Regions from separate parts of the Ovis aries genome. Here region 2 is linked to region 1. A link is a contact called in public Hi-C data. All regions are on one chromosome and are shown on one strand. The core of a region is the stretch at or near the end of the contact, and the rest is flanking DNA. Distances in the headings are between cores, read along the strand shown.

What was found. Hi-C and Micro-C count contacts between places; a contact is called where the count stands out from the background.
Region 2: a Hi-C map of tail adipose tissue shows a contact between it and region 1, with 5 times the contacts expected there. The contact joins the promoter of LTBP4 here to the enhancer-like site in region 1. A contact is called at or near these places in 8 of 16 Hi-C or Micro-C datasets (blood, hypothalamus, liver and 3 more).

The regions. Positions count from the first base shown.
Region 1 is chr14:49,262,695-49,267,106 of ARS-UI_Ramb_v3.0, reverse strand. The region is part of intron 20 of SPTBN4 (spectrin beta, non-erythrocytic 4); the gene reads right to left. Among named protein-coding and RNA genes, the nearest start is that of SHKBP1, 27 kb to the left of the region's middle. Within about 2 kb of position 2,591, at least 10 of the 54 cell types and tissues checked have an H3K27ac peak or open chromatin away from gene starts, as enhancers often do. A contact at or near this core is called in tail adipose tissue, where this site is marked.
Region 2 is chr14:49,306,605-49,311,016 of ARS-UI_Ramb_v3.0, reverse strand. LTBP4 (latent transforming growth factor beta binding protein 4) reads right to left here and starts at 2,109. Exons shown (of 31, transcript XM_042232071.2): 1 at 1,938-2,109; 2 at 93-151. The coding sequence starts at 2,086.

The sequences.
Region 1 (4,412 bases), core at 1,342-3,841:
ACTTGCAGCATGCGAGATCTTTACTTCTCGGCAAGTAGATCTTTAGTTGTGGCATGTAGGATCTAGCTCCCTGAGCAGGGACTGAACCCAGACGCCCTGCATTGGGAACATGGAGTCTTAGCCACTGGACAACCAGGGAAGTCCTGAGGATTAATTCTAAAATACTTGTACACAGGCTTAAATACACACAGACAGGGATGTCTGTTGTGACATTATTTATACTAGCAGAAGTTCAGAAATTGCCTTAAAGGTTTCTCAACAGAAGGCTGGTCAATGACATTGTCAAACTATCCCTTGGAACATCATGCAACAGTTTAAAAGGACTGGGTATGTCCTACAAGGAGGGATGCCTAGGCTGTTCGGCCAAGGGAAAAGGCAAGCTTCACTGCGGTCTGTATGTCATGTGTACATGTGGGGGTATGCATAGAATATTTCTAGAAGGATAGAGAAGAAACAGTTGAGAGCACTTATACCCCTGGGGAGGGGGGCTTGCATGCGGAGAAGAAAGGTTTTTTACTTTTCACAGCATACCCTTCCATTTGAACTTCTTACCATAACAGCAATAATGGGTAACACACCCATGTTCGCTCTCAGCACTTGACAAGAATGAATTAAGTTAATCCTCGCAACAGCTCATGAGGTCAGGGAAGATGGGGATGTTTGTATTGCTCACAACTGGAGCCCAGCTCCTGGCTCCGTGCCCGGCACAGAGTAAGTCTCCATAAATGTGTGTTGCTTTTTATGTTGTTGTTGTTTTGTGTGTGTTGCTTTTGTGTGTGTGTGTGTGTGTGTGTGTGTGTGTGTGTGTGTGTTGCTTTTGTTTGCTGGATTGGCCACCATGTTGTTCTCCTTCTCTTGGTATTAAAGGTTAACATTAAAAAAAAAAAAAATTAAACCAGCTTGCAATGTTACAACCAAAGGAACAACATGGAGGACTCTTGAAAACTTTAAGTGAAAGAAGCCAGAAAACAATGAGAGCCATATATTGTATTATTCCATTTATGTGAACTGTCTAAAACGGGCAAATGTGTAGAGACAGAAAGCAGACTGGTAGAGAGAGTGAGTAAGGACGGGGTTTCTCGTTGCGTGCTCAATCGCTTGGTCATGTCCAACCCTTTTGTGACTCTATGGACTATAGCCCACCAGGCTCCTCTGTCCCTGGGATTTCCCAAGCAAGAATACTGGAGTGGGTTGCCATTTCCTCCTCCAGGGGACCTTCCCGATCCAAGGATCCATCCCGCATCTCTTGAGTCTCCTGCACTGGCAGGCAGATTTATACCAGTGAACCACCTGGGAAGCCCCGCAGGGTTTCTCTTCAGGGTGATGAAACTGTGTTGGAATTAGTGGTGAGAGTTGCTTGACTTTGCAAAAACACTAAAAATCACTGAACTATACACTTTTAAAAAGTGCATTTTGTGGTATGGAATCATATCTCATTTTTAAAAAGACATTCAAATTCAAGGCAAAAACCAAACCAAATCAACAAAACACAGAGGCACCTATTTCCAAAACAACCTCAGCTGCTTTGCCACCCGGTGACACGCAAACCCAGACCCCCCTCCCCCCCGTAACAACCTGACTGCTACTCAGACCCACCTGCTGCCTTGAAAGTCAAACTGACAGTCGCTCAGTCGTGTCTGACTCTTTGGGACCACGTGGACTATACCGTCCATGGGATTCTCCAGGCCACAATGCTGGGGTGGGTAGTCTTTCCCTTCTCCAGGGGATCTTCCCAACCCAGGGATCGAACCCAGGTCTCCCGGATTGCAGGCAGATTCTTCACCAGCTGAGCCACAAGGGAAGCCCAAGAATACTGGAGTGGGTAGCCTATCCCTTCTCCAGTGGATCTTTCTGACCTAGAAATAGAACCCGCATCTCCTGCATTGCAGGCAGATTCTTTACCAACAGAGCTATCAGGGAAGCCTACCCGCAGCCTTCCCATACTCCAAATGGGGAAACTGAGACTCAGAGATCAGTGCCTGGCCTAGAGTGAAAACTGCCAGGACCAGAATTTGAAGCCAGGACCAGGGGACCAAAAACCCTCATGGCTCTCGGTCACTCTCCTTCTCTGCAATCCGGGATGATGTGGTCCAGAAAGGTGGGGTTAGTCACCTGCAGTCACACAGCAGTAGAATGGGAGTTCAAACCCTGGACGGTGTGGCTCCTGACTCTGGGCCATGCTGAGCTAGACGAAGAAATGTGGGACAAAGACTGAAAAGGGGCAAAGAGGGTGTTTTCTTTCTTTTTTTTTTTCCAATTAACTTTAATTGGAGGATAATTACAATATTGTGATTTCTTTTGCTAGACATCAACATGAATTAGCCACAGGTATACATGTCTGTCCCCCCCATCCTAAACCCCACCTCCCACCTCCCTCCTCACCCTATCCCTCTCAGTTAAAGAGGGTGTTTTCTTGGCCAGAGTGTTTTCTGGCTCAGGGTGAGTTGGGTAAGAAGTCTCTGGGGACTCAGCCCAGCAGCTGCAAAGCCTCCAGTGCCTTTTCCCCTGGCTGGTCCCCTCTCAGATGGCAGGAGACCAGCTCCCCCGTTCCCTCCTGGAGCAAGAGCCCAAGGCTGAGCCAGACCAGCTGGCCTAGCCCCTGGGAACTGGGAAAGCAGGGGCTTGGGACTCCACCATATGGCCCCTCAGCTGGGAAGGACAATTGGAGGAGGCCCGAAAGGAGGACTGAGGGGAGGGTGTCGTGTGGCCTTGACCTGGGAACTGGGGTTCCAGAAAGGCTGCTGCAGAGGCTGAGATGGAGGGACACGGGAAGGACGCGAGGAGGACGCAGGGACGAGGAGAGGTCAAGGGAGAGGGGCAGAGAGGGGGAACGGAAGTGAAGAGTGAGCGAGCAAGATGGAGAGGCAGAGAAAGACAGGTGAGGGAGAGAGGAAAGGGGAAAAAACTAAGAGAAACGGAGACACGGAGGAACTGGGGGAGCAGGGCTGGGAGACAGGCCCAGAGCGAGGCAGAGGGGACACAGAACTCACGTATCCACGCCCCTGGACCCGGGCCCCCACCTCCCCCAGCCCAGCCGGCTCGGGTGCCCTGAGGGGTGGGGCAGCCGGGAAATGTGCCCCACTGGACCGCCCCCCTCCCTCCCGCACAAGTCCAGTGTCTTGGATCTCAGGCGGGCCCCAGCAGTCAGCAGGGGTCACGGGAGTTCCCTCCCCCAGGGGCAGCTCCTGAGGCCCAGCTGGACTCCGTCTGGGGGCCTCGGCCCACTGAGTCACTCCCCGCCTCGGGCGCCCTCTGCTGGAGAAAGGGCCCAGGAGTCCCGCGCTGGAGCCTGCTCATCGCCATGTGACCCTCCCAGCCAGGCCCTCATCTCCGCCAGGTCTCAGTCTCTCCCTTAAACAATGGGGACCCCACATCACGCTCTCCAGGGTGTGTGGGGCTGAACCCGCCGCCCTGTGAACCCACCGCCCTGTGGAGGGTCAAGCCAAGTCCTCACTTGTCCAGGGCAGGGGCCCCAAACCCTCCCTCTGAAAGGGAGACAGGTGCTGGGGTCGCCAATTCCCCCCTCTAATTGCAAATGCAAATCCCACAGTGAGAAATGCTTCCCATCCCCCAGACTGGGGAAAAATCTAGAAAGTCTGACAACACCAAGCGCTGGCAACTATGGCTGGAAAAAGGAGCTCTCATTTAATGCATCAAACAGCATCAGGACTTAGGCAAGCTATCTGTCACAACCGGGTGAACTGCAAATGCCTCTAACTTCTCACACTGTACCAATGTTTCATATAGTACGTCCCCATCCAAAGACATTATTTTTCTAACTGAATTTTCTTTTTTGGATGCACTGCCGGGCTTGTGAAGTCTTAGTTCCCCGACCAGGGACTGAACCCAGGCCCTCGGCAATGAGAGCCTGGAATCCCAGCTCCTGAAACACCAGGAAGTAACCCCCACCGGACCCCTGCCAAATACATTTCTGAAAAGCTACATGGATGGGGGAGTGGGGAAATGCCTAAATGGACTAGAATCAGAAACAAATGAAACAACTATTTCACATAGTCAACATCATCTATGGAAGACAGAGAAATAACCCAACTTTCTAATGCAGTAGAGTGATGATGTACCCTTTGGTTGAAGACAATTAAAAATTTTAAACTTGTAAACAAGTATTGTCTCTTGTATTTGCTGGGTCAGCAATTTTGAAACTAAATCATTTTTTAATCTGCATCATTTTTTAATCTGTACGTTGTTCACATGAAGTTGCTAATATTATGATGTCCATTTTACTGAAGAAGAAACTGATGCACAAAAAGAGAAATAATGCCAGATCACGCACTTAATAAATCACAGAGCTGGGCTTGACCCCAGGCAGCCAGGCTCCAGCATACATGGCCTTGACCTTGGCATGTACTGCCTCTCATAGCCCTGTTGTCACCGAGTGGCTTAGTATTAGGGTT
Region 2 (4,412 bases), core at 860-3,359, 44 kb before region 1:
CCAGCTGGGGTGAGGGATGAGGAAGGGACCCCCCGCTCTTCTGCTTCTACCATCTTCCCCCTCCAACCGATACCCTGCCTACAAGAACCCACCTCTAAAGCAGCGGCTTCTCCTGGGCCATCGGCTTGGGCAGCAGCGACAAGCAGGAGCACTATAAATAGAGGGAAGGAAGTCACTCAGCCCCTAGCACTATAGAACTCCCCAAAGGACAGCGATGAGGGATAGGGGAGGGGAAGCCAAGATAAGGCTGGAGGGTGCTTGGGGCTGATATGTGACCACTTTGAGGCACTTCGCTCGATGCCTTAGTTTCCCCATCTGTACAATGGGAGGCAAATTGGTTTAGGTAAAGGTCACAGCAACCTCATGTTTATTTTCCTTCTGAAGTGTTTGTTGGTAAGGCATTATTGGAAAAGACATTTTAAAGTCTTTTTTGAAAAAGAGAGAGACTCAGAGAGGATTTCTGAGCGCACTTCCAAGCCGGCTCTGGGAATCTAGAACCCGGCCCTCCCCGCACGTCCCTGTCCTGGACTCAGCCGTCATCCCGCAGTTTGCCAGAAGATGGCGCCACGTCCACAGGCCTCAACGGCTGGGGAGGGAAGTCCTCTTTTGACTGTGGGTCCAGCGGGGTGCAGAGGTGGACAGGGATACAGGAGCCACAGCCCAGCACTGAGAATCCCGAGGTCTGAGTTCTAGCCCGTTCCTGCCCTTCCACGCTGTGTGTCCTGGAGCCAGAGTCTCCTGATCTTTGGGCCTCAGTTTCCCGTCTGACCACGAGGAAGGAGTGGTTCTTCAGAAGGAACCTCCGCGCCGGGAGGGTCTTCGATTCTGGCTGGCGGAGCCCTCAGCTTGGGCGCAAGTGCGTCGCAACCCAGGGGCCCCCCAGACAAATCCATTATCCCCAAGCTAAGGGGGACGAGGGCTGTGGGTGCGCGCGCAGGTCAGGAGAGAAGAGCAGCGCGGGATGCTGCGAAGGGGACGTCGGCAGTATGGACTCTTTTTAGACGGGTGGGGCCTGGTAGGGAAAGGGGCGGCCCGGGTGGGAGCCTCCCTGACCCCCGATCCTGCCGTCATTCCCTCCCGCCTTTTCTCCGGGTTAACCCCTTCCCAGCCCCGCCCCCGGAGCGGCTCGGGTTACTAAACGTATTCGCAGAGACCGAGGCGGGAGCGGAGCCCGGGGCCTTTGTAACGGAGCGCTGGGCCGCAGGGCGGGGGGTGGGGGTACTGGGCAGACTGTTTCCTCCGATCTCGTCACCCGTAGACAGGAAGAGTGGCTATAACTCCCAAATCTATATGAAATTCTGGATTTCTTGCCGCGAAATCACGGGTACTTCATTCAAGCCCGGAATCCTCTAATTCTAGGAAACTAAAGCATCCTTAACCCTCGTGAAATCTGAGCCCCCCGGACCCCACCTCCGCACAATTTCCCACAAGCCCCTCCGCCATCAACACCAAACTCCAAGTCTTATAGGAAAAGGTCACTATTAATTATTTCAAGCATTCCCAAACCCCAGAAAACCAGGACGTCTCAACTCCTTAAAGCACCTTGATAACCTCCCATACTCTTCCTCCTTAAGGATCCCAGAAACCTGGGGGCCCCATCCCAGCTCGGCCCCACCCATCTATCATCCTAGGAGAACCCAAAGCCCCATCCCTATATAAACTGGGACCCTGCTCCAAATAAATTCTAGAATTCCCTGGAGCCACATCTGTCTCTACCGCACCGGGAGGGAGTCCCTCCGCTCAGAACCTCAATACACCTCGGATTCTAACCCCTACAAAACAGAAGGCCCTAATAAATCCAAGAGCTCTGGTTCTTTATCCCTATCACGAAGCAGTGGGCTCATGTTCCCCTAAATCCGAAAGTCCTGGTCTTCCTGGAGCGCCAGACTTATTGGGTGGAGGGGGCACAAGGACGAAGGGGCCGCAGCGGGGCTTACCCGGCCGGACGGCCCGGGATCGCCGCGACCTCGACGGCCTGGCTGGGGCTGGGGCCGGCGGCGGAGGCGGCGGTGGCGGCGGCTGCAAGGAGCGGCAGCAGCAGCACCAGCAGGAGGGGGCGGCGGCCGCTGGGGCCAGGCAGCCGCATCGTGTCCGGCGTGGAGTCGCGCTCCAGGCGGCCCGTCTGTCCAGCGGGTCCGGCTCGGCGCTGCCCCGCCTCCCGCCCCCGCCGGAGGCCGACTCATTTTCTCCACAATCCCAGTCGCGGGCTGCGAACTTCCCGCCAATCAGAGCTCTGTGCCGCCAGGGGGCGCTGCCTACACGGCCAATCAGGAGACGACAGGGGAGGGGCTACATGGACAGGTGCCGGGCGGGGGGCGCTGGGGCCCGGAATTTTCAGTGCCTAGGAGGGTACTGGCTCAGTGAATCCTGTCTTAAAGAAGAGGCCCCAAATGTGGAGCTGCTGGGGCTCCTCTTAGTCGATGCGTAGGTGGTAGGCGTGAAAGCTTGCTGACTCGCTTCAGTCGTGTCCGACTCTGTGAGACGTTATGGACTGCAGCCCCCAGGCTCCTCTGTCCATGGGATTCTCCAGGCAACAATACTGGAGTGGGTTGCCATGCCCTCCTCCAGGAGATCTTCCCCACCCAGGGATAGAACCTGCATCTCCTGCATCTCCTGGTTTGCAGGCAGATTCTTTACCGCTCAGCCACCTGGGAAGCCCGGTTCCCCTAAACTAGACTCCCACTGGAAGACCTCATCTCTCGGCTCACAGTCCTGGGAGAAATCCATCCGAATTTCCTCCCCGACGGGGGTAGATTCCGGAAGACCCCACGGGTGCCCACTTCTCACGCGAGAGACTCAGGATTCCGGGGGCTAACTCTAATGCTGCACCGAGCTCCAGGTCCCACCCCCGGACGGTACCACGACTCTACACCCTCCCACAGGATTGGCCCCTTCTCAAGGCCCTGTGTTTCAGGGGTTCCAGACTTGATAAACAATAGCTTGTTCCTAGGAAAGTTGTAGCCTCTGCCTCTCACAGGACCATGGCTGGGCCCCTAATTCACAGACTCCGCTTCCCTTCTAGAAGGCTCCCCCTGGCTCTGCTCCCCTATTTGCACCCCTGTCCACACCCCCCTCCCCAGAGGGTACCACACCCACTTCCCTGACTGAATTTTTAAAAGCTAAATTTTTCTCAGCTTTAAAAATTCTCAGCCCACTCCCAGAATTGCAGACTTTTTCTCCTTAAAGAATTCTAGTCCCGGGACTTCCCTGGTGGCTGAGTGGTAACGAATTTGCCTGCCAAAGCAGGAGACACGGATTTGATCCCTGATCCAGGAAAATCCCACATGCCTCGGAGCAGCGACGCCCATGTACCACAACTATTGCGCCTGTGCTCTAGAGTCCGGGAACTGCAGCACTGTGTCCATATGCTGCAGCCACCGAAGGGCGCATGTACAGATCCCGTGCCTCACTAGAGAAAAGCCCATGCAGCAATGAAGACCCAGCACAGTCAAACTAACTGAAATTAAAAGAAAAAAAAGAATTCCTCCCTTCCTAGGGACCTCTACCACTGGGAGCACCAAGCCACAAGGGGCCTTAGGCCCCACCTGCTCCCACTTTAGTGGGTTTAGGGGGCTCCAAGCCCTGCTCACAACCCTCCAACTCAGAGGGTCTCAAGCCCAGCCCAGTCCTTTCATTATAAATTCAAGGCTACACTTTTCTTGGAATTAAAAACCCTCTCTTCTCCCAAAGGCATCAGCGCTTTAGAGCCTGAACCCCAGTTCCCCATCCCTTCTCCTCTGAGTTTCAGACCAAATCCTTTCCCTCAAGAATTAGGCTGAGGCCCCACACTTAGGGTGCCAAACCCTACCCACTTCTTGTTGCTCCTCCAGGGATTCCAAATCCTAAGCTTTCCAGTTCTGTAGCCTTAGCCCCACCCTGAGTAGATCCCAGGCTCCACCCACACAGGGTACCAGGCCTGACCAAAGGGCAGACCCCAGACTAACAGCAATCAATTCAGCTTCCACCTCATCCCCAACTCCTGCTCCTTCTTCCAGGGCGTGTGCAAGGGAGTCAAGGGGTCTCTTCACCCTCCCTCCTTACCTTGAGGCATACGGGCTGACTCACACAGCCACACACACACCATCACCGCTACCCACAGTCTCCACCCAATACTGCCACCCAGAAGTCTGGGCTCACACACTGTCCAGGACACACAGCCTCTTGGAGCAGTAATAATGGCACTCAGGCCCCATTCAGGGGCGTCCGTGGGCTGTCCCTGCTCAATGGTGGAGTGCCCGGCTCTGCCCACTGAATGTGCTGTGCCCCTGTCTTCGTGTGGCTCCCATGATCCCTGCTAACATGGCCCTGCAGGACGATGTGGCCCTGCTCCCGTTTCCCCCTCCCCATCTCCTACCCTGTAGCTGGAGCATTTGCTGGGGGCGCTGCCGAAATTTCTCCCTTCTGCTTGGGAT